Regions from separate parts of the Sus scrofa genome. Here region 2 is linked to region 1. The links are chromatin contacts, called in public HiChIP or PLAC-seq maps. All regions are on one chromosome and are shown on one strand. Each heading gives the region's core, a stretch centred on a gene start, on an enhancer-like site or on the middle of the called end of the contact. The rest is flanking DNA. Distances are from core to core; before and after follow the strand shown. Region 1 holds the start of CHUK (conserved helix-loop-helix ubiquitous kinase). Region 2 holds the start of CWF19L1 (CWF19-like protein 1).

Region 1 (4,341 bases), core at 1,704-4,203:
CCAAATGCTTTTTCATGGTTGGGAAGTGTCTTGTGTGCATGATTCTATAACCAAAATGAAGTAGTGTGTGTTTATAATCAGAGGGGCCAGGGCTTTAGGCCCCACTGTTATCCCAGGCTTTCACAGGTGGCTTCTCGCTGCGCAGGATAGAGAAGGGACCCAAGGCCTTTGCCATTTTGCCCTCATAGTATTCATCTTTTGATATAAAAAAAAGCTCATTCATACTTAACTCTTGTGCTAGGCCTTTTTCCAGACTCTAGGAGTATCGCCATGTCCCAGCATGATCCCTTTTGTCCTAGAATTTATAGTCTAATTGGGAAGAAAAGAGGAATATTTTTAAAAAGGAGACCAGGTCTGCTTTAGATAGTGAGTTTTAGTTATCATTTGATAGTTAGAAATTCATGGAGGTCTGGATTGGTGATAGGGTTTTGGGAATCATCAGGATATAGGCCATGGGTGAAATTATGAGAATGGACAAAAATGATGGGGTTTCTTCATGGCTCAGTGGGTTAAGGATCTGGTGTTGTCACTGCTGTGGTACAGCTTTGATCCCTGGATGCCATGGATGCGGTAAAAAAAAAAATTAAATTAAAAAAAATAGATGAATATAGTCCGAACCTGAGTAATAATCAGTATTTAGGAAGTGCTTGGAAATAGAGTGATCCAACAAGTACATGGAGAAGGAGCAGAGAGAGATCACAAGAGAATGCTGTATCTTAGAAACCAAAAGAAAAATAATTGGTCCAGGAGTTTCTGTCATGGCACAGCAGAAACGAATCTGACTAGTATCCATGAGGATGTGGGTTTGATCCCTGGCTTTGTTCAGTGGGTTAGGGATCCGGTGTTGCCATGAGCTTGGTGTAGGTCACAGAGGCAGCTTGGATCTGGCGTTGCTGTGGCTGTGGTGTAGACTGGCAGCTGTAGCTCCGATTTGACCCCTAGCCTGGGAACTTCCATATGCCGCAGGTGTGGCCCTGAAAAGCAAAAAAAGAAAAATAATTGCTCCTAAATATTGGGCACTTATGGCCCAGACATTGTTTTACTTAATCTTCATAAAATATGAGCTAGGTATTATTACCTCCATTTCATTTATTTCTTTTTTGTCTTGGTTGCACCCATGGCATGTGGAAATTCTAGGGATCAAACCAACCGTGCCACAGCAGAAATATGCGCTGCAGCAGTAATGCCACTCGTTCCTAAACCTTTGAGCCACCAGGGAACTCCTTATTACCTACATTTTACACAAGACAAACTGACAGACCTGAAGATTGTGGAGCTTGAAGTCAGTCAGCCAGGATTTTTTTTTTTTTATCTTTTTTTCAATTCAGAAGAAGCCTCAAAAAGTAAACTATGGGAAACAAGCCATTTCCTGCAAAGATGGCCACTTCAGTGTCTTCAGGTCCTCTGCATTCCTTCCTAGCTCTTCCAAGTGAGAATTATGAGATTTTGGCCCCACCTCTGGAAATCAGATACACTCCACTATACACCTAGCAAATAAGGGTTTTGTGCTATTAGAATAATCTGCCACAATCACATGTGTAGTCCTCTAGCTCTAAGGGACATGCTCTTGGAGGAACTATTTGCCACCTCCAAGTCTGATGCTCCAGTTCCATGGCTACCTAGCACATGTGGGAAACTACAACACACACAGATTACTTATGACCTATAGTACAACATGGTTTGTATCATACAGATTTCAACATTCTGTTTGCAGTAGTTAGGGATTCTGGGGATAGTGGACATATGCTGTCAAAGCCCAGCCAGAGCTTTCAAAGCACCCGGCAGCAGTGCTGTGGTGCACATGCTGCATCCACCTTTGTAAGTCTCAACATGCTATGTCTGTTGCTGCACAGTCATGTGTCACAATTGTTAGCTGGAATTCTAAGTAGTCATAGACCGGGGTACACAAATGATGATTCAGGTGCACATAATCTCAGGAGGATCAAATGACTGCTTAACACAGCTGACATATTTTTTCAGAGAATTTGATTCCATGCTGATGTTATACTTGAAGTAATTGAGCTTGGTAAGTTCCATGAAGCTTAGAACAGACTTAAAGCGAAAACGAGATGGTTCCGCTATTCTAAGGCCACCTACCATTTGGAAGCGCTTCTTGTTGCACTAACAGCATCCCCAAGCTTGCCTCTGCATCCCCGCCTGGCGCATCAGAAACAATCCCCACAGTGAGGAACAACCCTGCTGGCAAACCCATAACTGGAGCTGTGCCTGACAGCAAGCTCCGTGAGGCATTTGGGGAAAAGCTTCCGAAGTCAGGAGGAGCATTCTTTACTCTAGAACAGTGTCACATCCTTGAGTTTGGGGTTACAAGCGAGATCCTGGAACCGATGTATAGGAAGTCAAGCAAAAGAAGAGCTGAGCCTGACTGTCGAAGGAAGATGATTAATCATTTTGGGAGGTGGGGGGCGGGGGGAGAACTCTGAAGCCTGGTGCATCAGTGGGCCTGTTAGTGCAGGATTCTTTCTAGTTCTTCAGATTTCACAATATTTAAATCCTTGGTAGCTTTGCCAGTGCCAGCTCAGCGGGTGCTGACGCTGGAGGGCAGATGGCAGAGGTCTGAAGAGAGGTTAAGTGTAAATAGGGGTGGAGACGATGGGAAGTTTAGAAAGATGAATATGGGAGAGACTGGTTTGGAAAGTGATTTAAAAGGAATCTAGGGTTTGGAGAGGTCTTATATTCTTGAACACTGTAAAGACAACTGAGTTCCCTCGCCAGAAAAACGTCCAGGGAATTTACAGCGGGTAGAAAGCACTCCTCTCTCATTTCGCCGGCAGCGTCCCAACAGTCCCCAGAGGACTTGGGGCGGGGCTTTTCCGGCAGCAGTTAACGGAAGTGACGCAGGCCTCTCGCGAGAGGAAAGACGCGCGATCCGCGGCTGCCCGGAACCGGCCTTGGAACTGTGGCGGAACCGAAGGCCGCTTGCCCTCCCGCCCCATGGAGCGGCCCCCGGGGCTGCGGCCGGGCGCGGGCGGGCCCTGGGAGATGCGGGAGCGGCTGGGCACTGGCGGCTTCGGGAACGTCTGCTTGTATCAACATCGGGTGAGGCGGTGCTCGCGGGGGAGCGGCTGTGGGTGTTTGTCAGAGCGCCTGTGGAACACGGTGACTGTCAATATGTGAGGTTGCCGCTGATACCTGGGGCAGTATTGTTGGCCACTGAGCCTGTGTGTGTGTGGGTGAGAGAGAGGGAGAGGGAGAGAAAGGATTTGAGGGCGAGGAGAGATTGCGTTTGTGAATCCGGTGACTGAGTTTGAGGTTGTGTCTGAGGTCTTGGTCAGTGTGTGTGAGAAGGAGCTATTGGGGGAACTTTTGTTATGATTGTCAAGATCTGACAAAGAGTTTTCTGAGTGTGACGGGGGTATGTGTCCCTCTGAATGTAGAGGTAGAGTGTGTGAGGCAGACACACCTCAATCAGGGTGTGTATTGTGGGCACAACAGGGTAAGAAGATGGGGCGGAAGAAGGGGCTGCCTATTGGAATGTGTGTGTTCGTGTATGTGTTTGGAGAACATGTGGCGTCAGTAGGGTCTGGAGTAGACAAGGGTGGTGTCATGGTGGGTCCACAGTTAAGTTTTGGGGCGCATTGGGTAGGCTTTGGAATTGGGATGCTTTCCAGGGTAGGGAACCCTATGAGGATCAGCTGGTGAAAATGATCATGGCTTCGCGAGGGAAGGAGATAGATTGGGGATGAGGTGCTGTAACTGGTGGAAGACAGCTAACATCAGTCTTGGGAATTGTAGTTTGATTTCATTGAAAATGTTTAACCAGCAGCTAATAATCATTTTTGAGCTAACCTTTTGATATACCGATAAAAGCTATGAAACCTTTCCTTAGCTGGATGCACAGATGCACATCCACACAACCTTATGCATTGACATTTAAGGGGGTCTGTGCTCTCCTGAAGGATTTTGATAGACTCTCCTGAAGGACTACGACAGATGTGTAGACTTGGGAATAATAATCCCTGCAGTATAGCTTTTTTTTTGTCACCAAATGGTTATAATAATGTATTAGACATCATGGGTCTGTTTGAAAGGGTTTTTTTGTTTGTTTTTTGTTTTGTTTTTTGTCTTTTTAGGGCTGCACCCATGGCATATGGAGGTTCTCAGGCTAGGGGTCTAATCAGAGCTGTTACTGCCGGCCTAAGTCAGAGCCACAGCAATGTGGGATCTGAGTTGCCTCTGCAAGCTACACCACAGCTCACGGCAATGCTGGATCCTTAATCCACTGAGCGAGGCCAGGGATCGAACCCGCAACCTCATGGTTCCTATTCGGATTTGTTTCCGCTGTGCCACTACGGGAACTCCAAAAGTTAAATAAGATAATAA
Region 2 (4,679 bases), core at 873-3,372, 37 kb before region 1:
TTCGTTTCAGATTAAAGATGTCAGTGGATGGAGGATACCGACTGACCAGTCTAATTTGGAAGATAGGCAACCATATCCAGAGTTGGGTGTTAGCAGTTAGGGAGGTGCCCGAGGTCCCCAATTCCATCTCTGAAAGAGTTCTTAACTTTGTTTCTGTCATTTCCTACCAGTTATGTTCTAGCCCACCATCCTTTATTCTCTGCTTCTCTGCCTGTCGCTATGGTCTTTTCTCATCATAACTATCCTTCCAACCCTCTGTCCACACTGACAGACCTATCTTTCTAAAATGTAAACTGGCCACATTACTCCCACCGCTTAGAATCCTTTCATGATGAATAAATAAATAAGAAAAAAAAGAATCTTTTCATGATTTCTGATGGCCTCTTTGAAAAAGCCAGACTTTTTTAAAACTTAGAAACCATAATTTTAATAAATATTTCATATTGCTTTCTTTTTTCTGAGGATGGACTAGTCTACTGTAATTCCCTTTGTTTCTTTCTTTTTTTATTTGCAGCACCACCTGTGCCATATGGAAGTTCCCAGGCTAGGGGTTGAATCAGAGCTCCAGCTGTGGCCTACGCCATAGCCACAACAATGCAGGAGCTGAGCCACACCTATGACCTACACTGCAGCCTGTGGTAATGCCAGATCCTTAACCCACTGAGGGAGGCTGGGATTGAGTTTACATCCTCATGGATAATAGTTGGGTTCTTAACCTGCTGAGCCACAAAGGGAACTCCCTCTTTCTTTCTTTTTTTTTGTTTTTTCTTTTTAGGGCCGCACCTGTGGCATATGGAAGTTCCCACCAGAGGTCAAATTGGAGTTGCAGCTGCTGGCCTGTGCCACAGCCACAGCAATGCAGGATCCAAGCCGCATCTGTGACCTACACCACAGCTCACAGCAACACTGGATACTTAACCAACCAAGCAAGGCCAGGGATCAAACCTGCATTCTCATGGATACTAGTTGGGTTTGTTACCACTGAGCCACAATGGGAACTCCACCCATTATTGATTTGTTCAGATTTTCCATTTCTTCATGACTCAGGCTTGGTGGGTTATGTGTTTCTAGGAATGTATCCATTTCTTACAGGTTGTCCAGTTTGTTGGCAGATAATTGCTCATATAGTCTCATGATTCTTTGCATTTCTGTGGTCTTCCTTTAATTTATAATTTTATTTGAGTCCTATCTGTGTCTTGGTTAGTTAAACTAAAGCTTTGTCAATTTTATCTTTTCCAAAGCCAATTCTTAGTTTCTGATGAAACTTTTCTATTGTTCTCTATTTCATTTATTTCTGTTCTAATCTTTATTATTTCCTCCCTTCTGCTAGCTTTGGGCTTAGTTTATTCTTTTTCTAGTTTCTTGAGGTATAACGTTAGGTTAGTTTGAGATCTCTTTTTTCTTGATGTAGTCATTTATAGCTATATATTTTCCTTTTACAACTGCTCTTTCTTCATCCATACATTTTGGTTTGTTATGTTTCCATTTTCATTTGTCTCAAGATTTTCTTTTTTGTTTGCCCATTGGTTGTTCAAGAGTGTTATTTAATTTCCACGAGTTTGTGAATTTCCAATTTTCCTCCTATTACCAGAGGCTAGTTTCATGCCATTGTGCTCAGAACAGATACTTGATGTAATTTCTGTCTTCTTGAATTTATTAAGACTTGTAGCCTAACGCATGACGATTGCTTGTTTCATGTGCGCTTGAGAAGAATGTTTCCTAAAGCCAGATTTCTTAGCATGCATGCAATATTATTTCGTATTACTCTGACACTTAATGCTGTATTCAGCCATCTTGAACAAACTTAAATTCTCATGGATGAATTGTTTTTCATAAACTTTCTATTTTATAATAGATTTAGATTTGCTGGAAAATTGTAAAGATAACACAGAATTCCATATATGTTAAAATTTTTGGAATTCCCATCGTGGCTCAGTGGAAACGAATCTGACTAGGAACCATGAGGTTGTGTGTTCGATCCCTGGCCTTGCTCAATGGGTTAAGCTGTGGTGTAGGTCACAGATGCTGTTTAGATCCTGCATTGCTGTGGCTATGGTGTAGGCCAGCAGCTGTAGCTGCGATTTGACCCCCAGCCTGGGAATCTCCATATGCCTCGAGTGCGGCCCTAAATAATAATAACAATAATAATAATAAATATAACAATCCCATGGATGAGTTTTCATATGTTACTGTTATTTTCTCTTCCTGAAATTATTACCTGCCCATGTTTGACAAGCTATTAGTCTTCTTCAGGATTCAGTTTTCATCTCCACTCCTGGGCTGTGCTATATTACCCCCAAAGTAGAAAAAATTACATCTTTAGCATGCCAGCAGTACAGGGGCATCAGAATTTATGGGAGAGTTAACTTGATTTTTCCCAAAAAAGCATAGTAGTAGTTGTGAGGAAAACCAGAAATTTGTTCTCCCTGAACTTATTTTAAATTTTAGTTCATTTTTAATTGCTTGGCTGCCCATGGTGAGTCTTCCATGCCCCTCAATTGTCAGGAACTCTCCTTTGTTTCCATCTCCTTAACTGTTGTCACCTACCAATTGGTCTGAATTCTCAGAAAAAGCCGATGTCATGAAAAACAAACTAAAAAGTTAGAGGCGGAGTGAGGGGGCGGCTACTGTGGATTAAAAGAGACAAGATAGAGTAGAATCCTAGTGAGAAATTTGATTGGATCTTAAAACAAATAAAGGTATAAAATAAATTTGGGGGGAACAAAAGAACTTTTAAATATAAATGTGTGTTAGGTGAATATTATTGAACTAATGCTTATTTTTTTAGGTGTATTAATGGTGTTACCTTTGTGTCAGAGGATGTCCTTATTCTTAGGTAATACATGCTGAGATACTCCTGCTGTTTTCAATTTACTTTCAAGTGACCCTGACAATAAAAGTGCTATGCACTCCAAAGGACAGAACGGGGAGGGAAGAATAAATCTGTCAACTTGTTGACACTTATGAATACAGGCGATGGCCATTATTCTTTTGACATTTTGTTAAGTTTGAAACTTACAAAGATCACGTGTGGAAGAAGTCTGTCTTTCCCACGAGAGTAACATGGTTAGGTTGGGGCCATTGTTGTGCCAGGAGCTTTTTAGCAGCTCAATAATTTCAACTGCCCCAAAATAAGTTACAATCGGAATGCTTTTAGTCAGTCCCTCTTCCTCCTTCACTCTTTTGGTGGATTCCTCCTCGAGGCAAAACGACCTGAGAGAGGCTTCTGTCCCTCTGCGCTCTCCGTAGGTAACTGAGCTTTCATTGGCTGGGCGTGCAGACGGCTTACTGCTGTGTGACTGCATTTCATTTCCCGGAGGAGCGTGCGTTCGCTGAAGCAGGTCGTTGTAACCAGGTTATTAGGGCGAATGGCTCAGAAACCGCTGCGCCTGTGAGTGTCCCTGAGTCTGAAGCGTCTGTGTGCCTGTGTGCGTGTGTGTGTGTGTGTGTGTGTGTGTCTCTACCGATTTTTCTCAGAACGGAAAGGGTGGAGGGAAAGGGGAAGGAGTGGGATCCGGACATTGGCTGGTGAGATGCGATCGCGTCTTTTCCTGGCCGGGGCCGGCCTCTTTTCCAGGCCATTTTCGCTTCCGAAAAGAACTCTTGGCAGCCCTAGCTGGGATAGGCGGAAGCTCCCAGCGTCAGGCCTCCTCCGTGTTAGGCCGTCCTGGCCTCTGACATTTCCTCATCATTTCTCCCCACCCTATATTTATTAACTAAAAATTGTAGGCATGGGGTTTATTGAAGGGCCCTGGGCCGTGATGGACAGGAGAGAGAAATAGGGCCTGTGCCTTGGCGCGCTTTTTGACGGGGTGGTGAGGAGAGGGCTTTATTCATCCATTCATTCAACAGTATTCACTGAGCAGTTGCAGTGTGCCAGGTCCTGTGCTAGACATTGCATAGATGGAGTTCCTGCCCTGATGGATCTTATAGTTTAGAGGAAAGGGTATCAGAGAATCCAGAAACATGTTGAATTACAGTCCTGATAAATGTTGGGAGGAAAATGTTCATGATTCTGGGAGGGTGTATATAGGATATTTAGCTTAAGGTGAGGCATCAAGGAAATGATGATTGAACCTTGGTTAATAGTTTTGTCCTTATCCTAAAAATGCCATTGCAATGTTTAAGAATGTCTTGGCATGATCAGATTTTCGTTTTGGAAAGCAATTCTGGCTGTAATGTGAGGAACAAGTAGAGCCAAAGTAGAAGACAGCTAGGGTTAGGTAGAGTGACGACAGTGGAAAAGTGTCAGGATTCGAGTTTCTTAAGCATAAGACATCAGAGTTCCCTGGTGGCCTAGCAGGTTAAGGATCCGGCGTTGTCACTACTGTTGGGGTCACTTCTGTGACACGAGTTTCTATCTCTGGCTGGGGAACTTATGCATGGGTGCAGTAAAATAAATAAATAAATAAAAAAGAAAAGAAAAAAGGAGAGGACATCAACAGGGTTTAGAGATGGTTTGGTTATGAGTGAGCAGTCAGTACTGTCCTGGTCCTAGATTTCTTTCTTCAGTGGAATGGGAAACATGGGAAACAGGTCCAGATGAGAAGATGATGAATTTTGAGATGTGTCTTACGATGTACAACCAGGCAATGGCTCTCCCCAAAACAGTTGTAATTCCATGTGACAACTGCTATGAGAGAGGAAGTGCAGGATCCTGTGGGAGCACCAGGTAACTG

What was found. HiChIP or PLAC-seq counts read pairs in DNA pulled down with a chosen protein or histone mark.
Region 2: an H3K27ac HiChIP or PLAC-seq map of alveolar macrophages shows a contact between it and region 1. The contact joins the promoter of CWF19L1 here to the promoter of CHUK in region 1. A contact is called at or near these places in 5 of 47 Hi-C or Micro-C datasets (heart right ventricle, liver and skeletal muscle) and 2 of 2 datasets of contacts at active chromatin or transcription factors (alveolar macrophages and skeletal muscle).

Annotation. Positions count from the first base shown.
Region 1 is chr14:111,350,281-111,354,621 of Sscrofa11.1, reverse strand. It overlaps CHUK (conserved helix-loop-helix ubiquitous kinase), which reads left to right and starts at 2,953. Exons shown (of 18, transcript NM_001114279.1): 1 at 2,953-3,057. The coding sequence starts at 2,953. CWF19L1 (CWF19-like protein 1) reads left to right here. Exons shown (of 14, transcript XM_001929531.7): 14 at 1-25.
Region 2 is chr14:111,386,352-111,391,030 of Sscrofa11.1, reverse strand. It overlaps CWF19L1 (CWF19-like protein 1), which reads left to right and starts at 2,122. Exons shown (of 14, transcript XM_001929531.7): 1 at 2,122-3,391. The coding sequence starts at 3,369.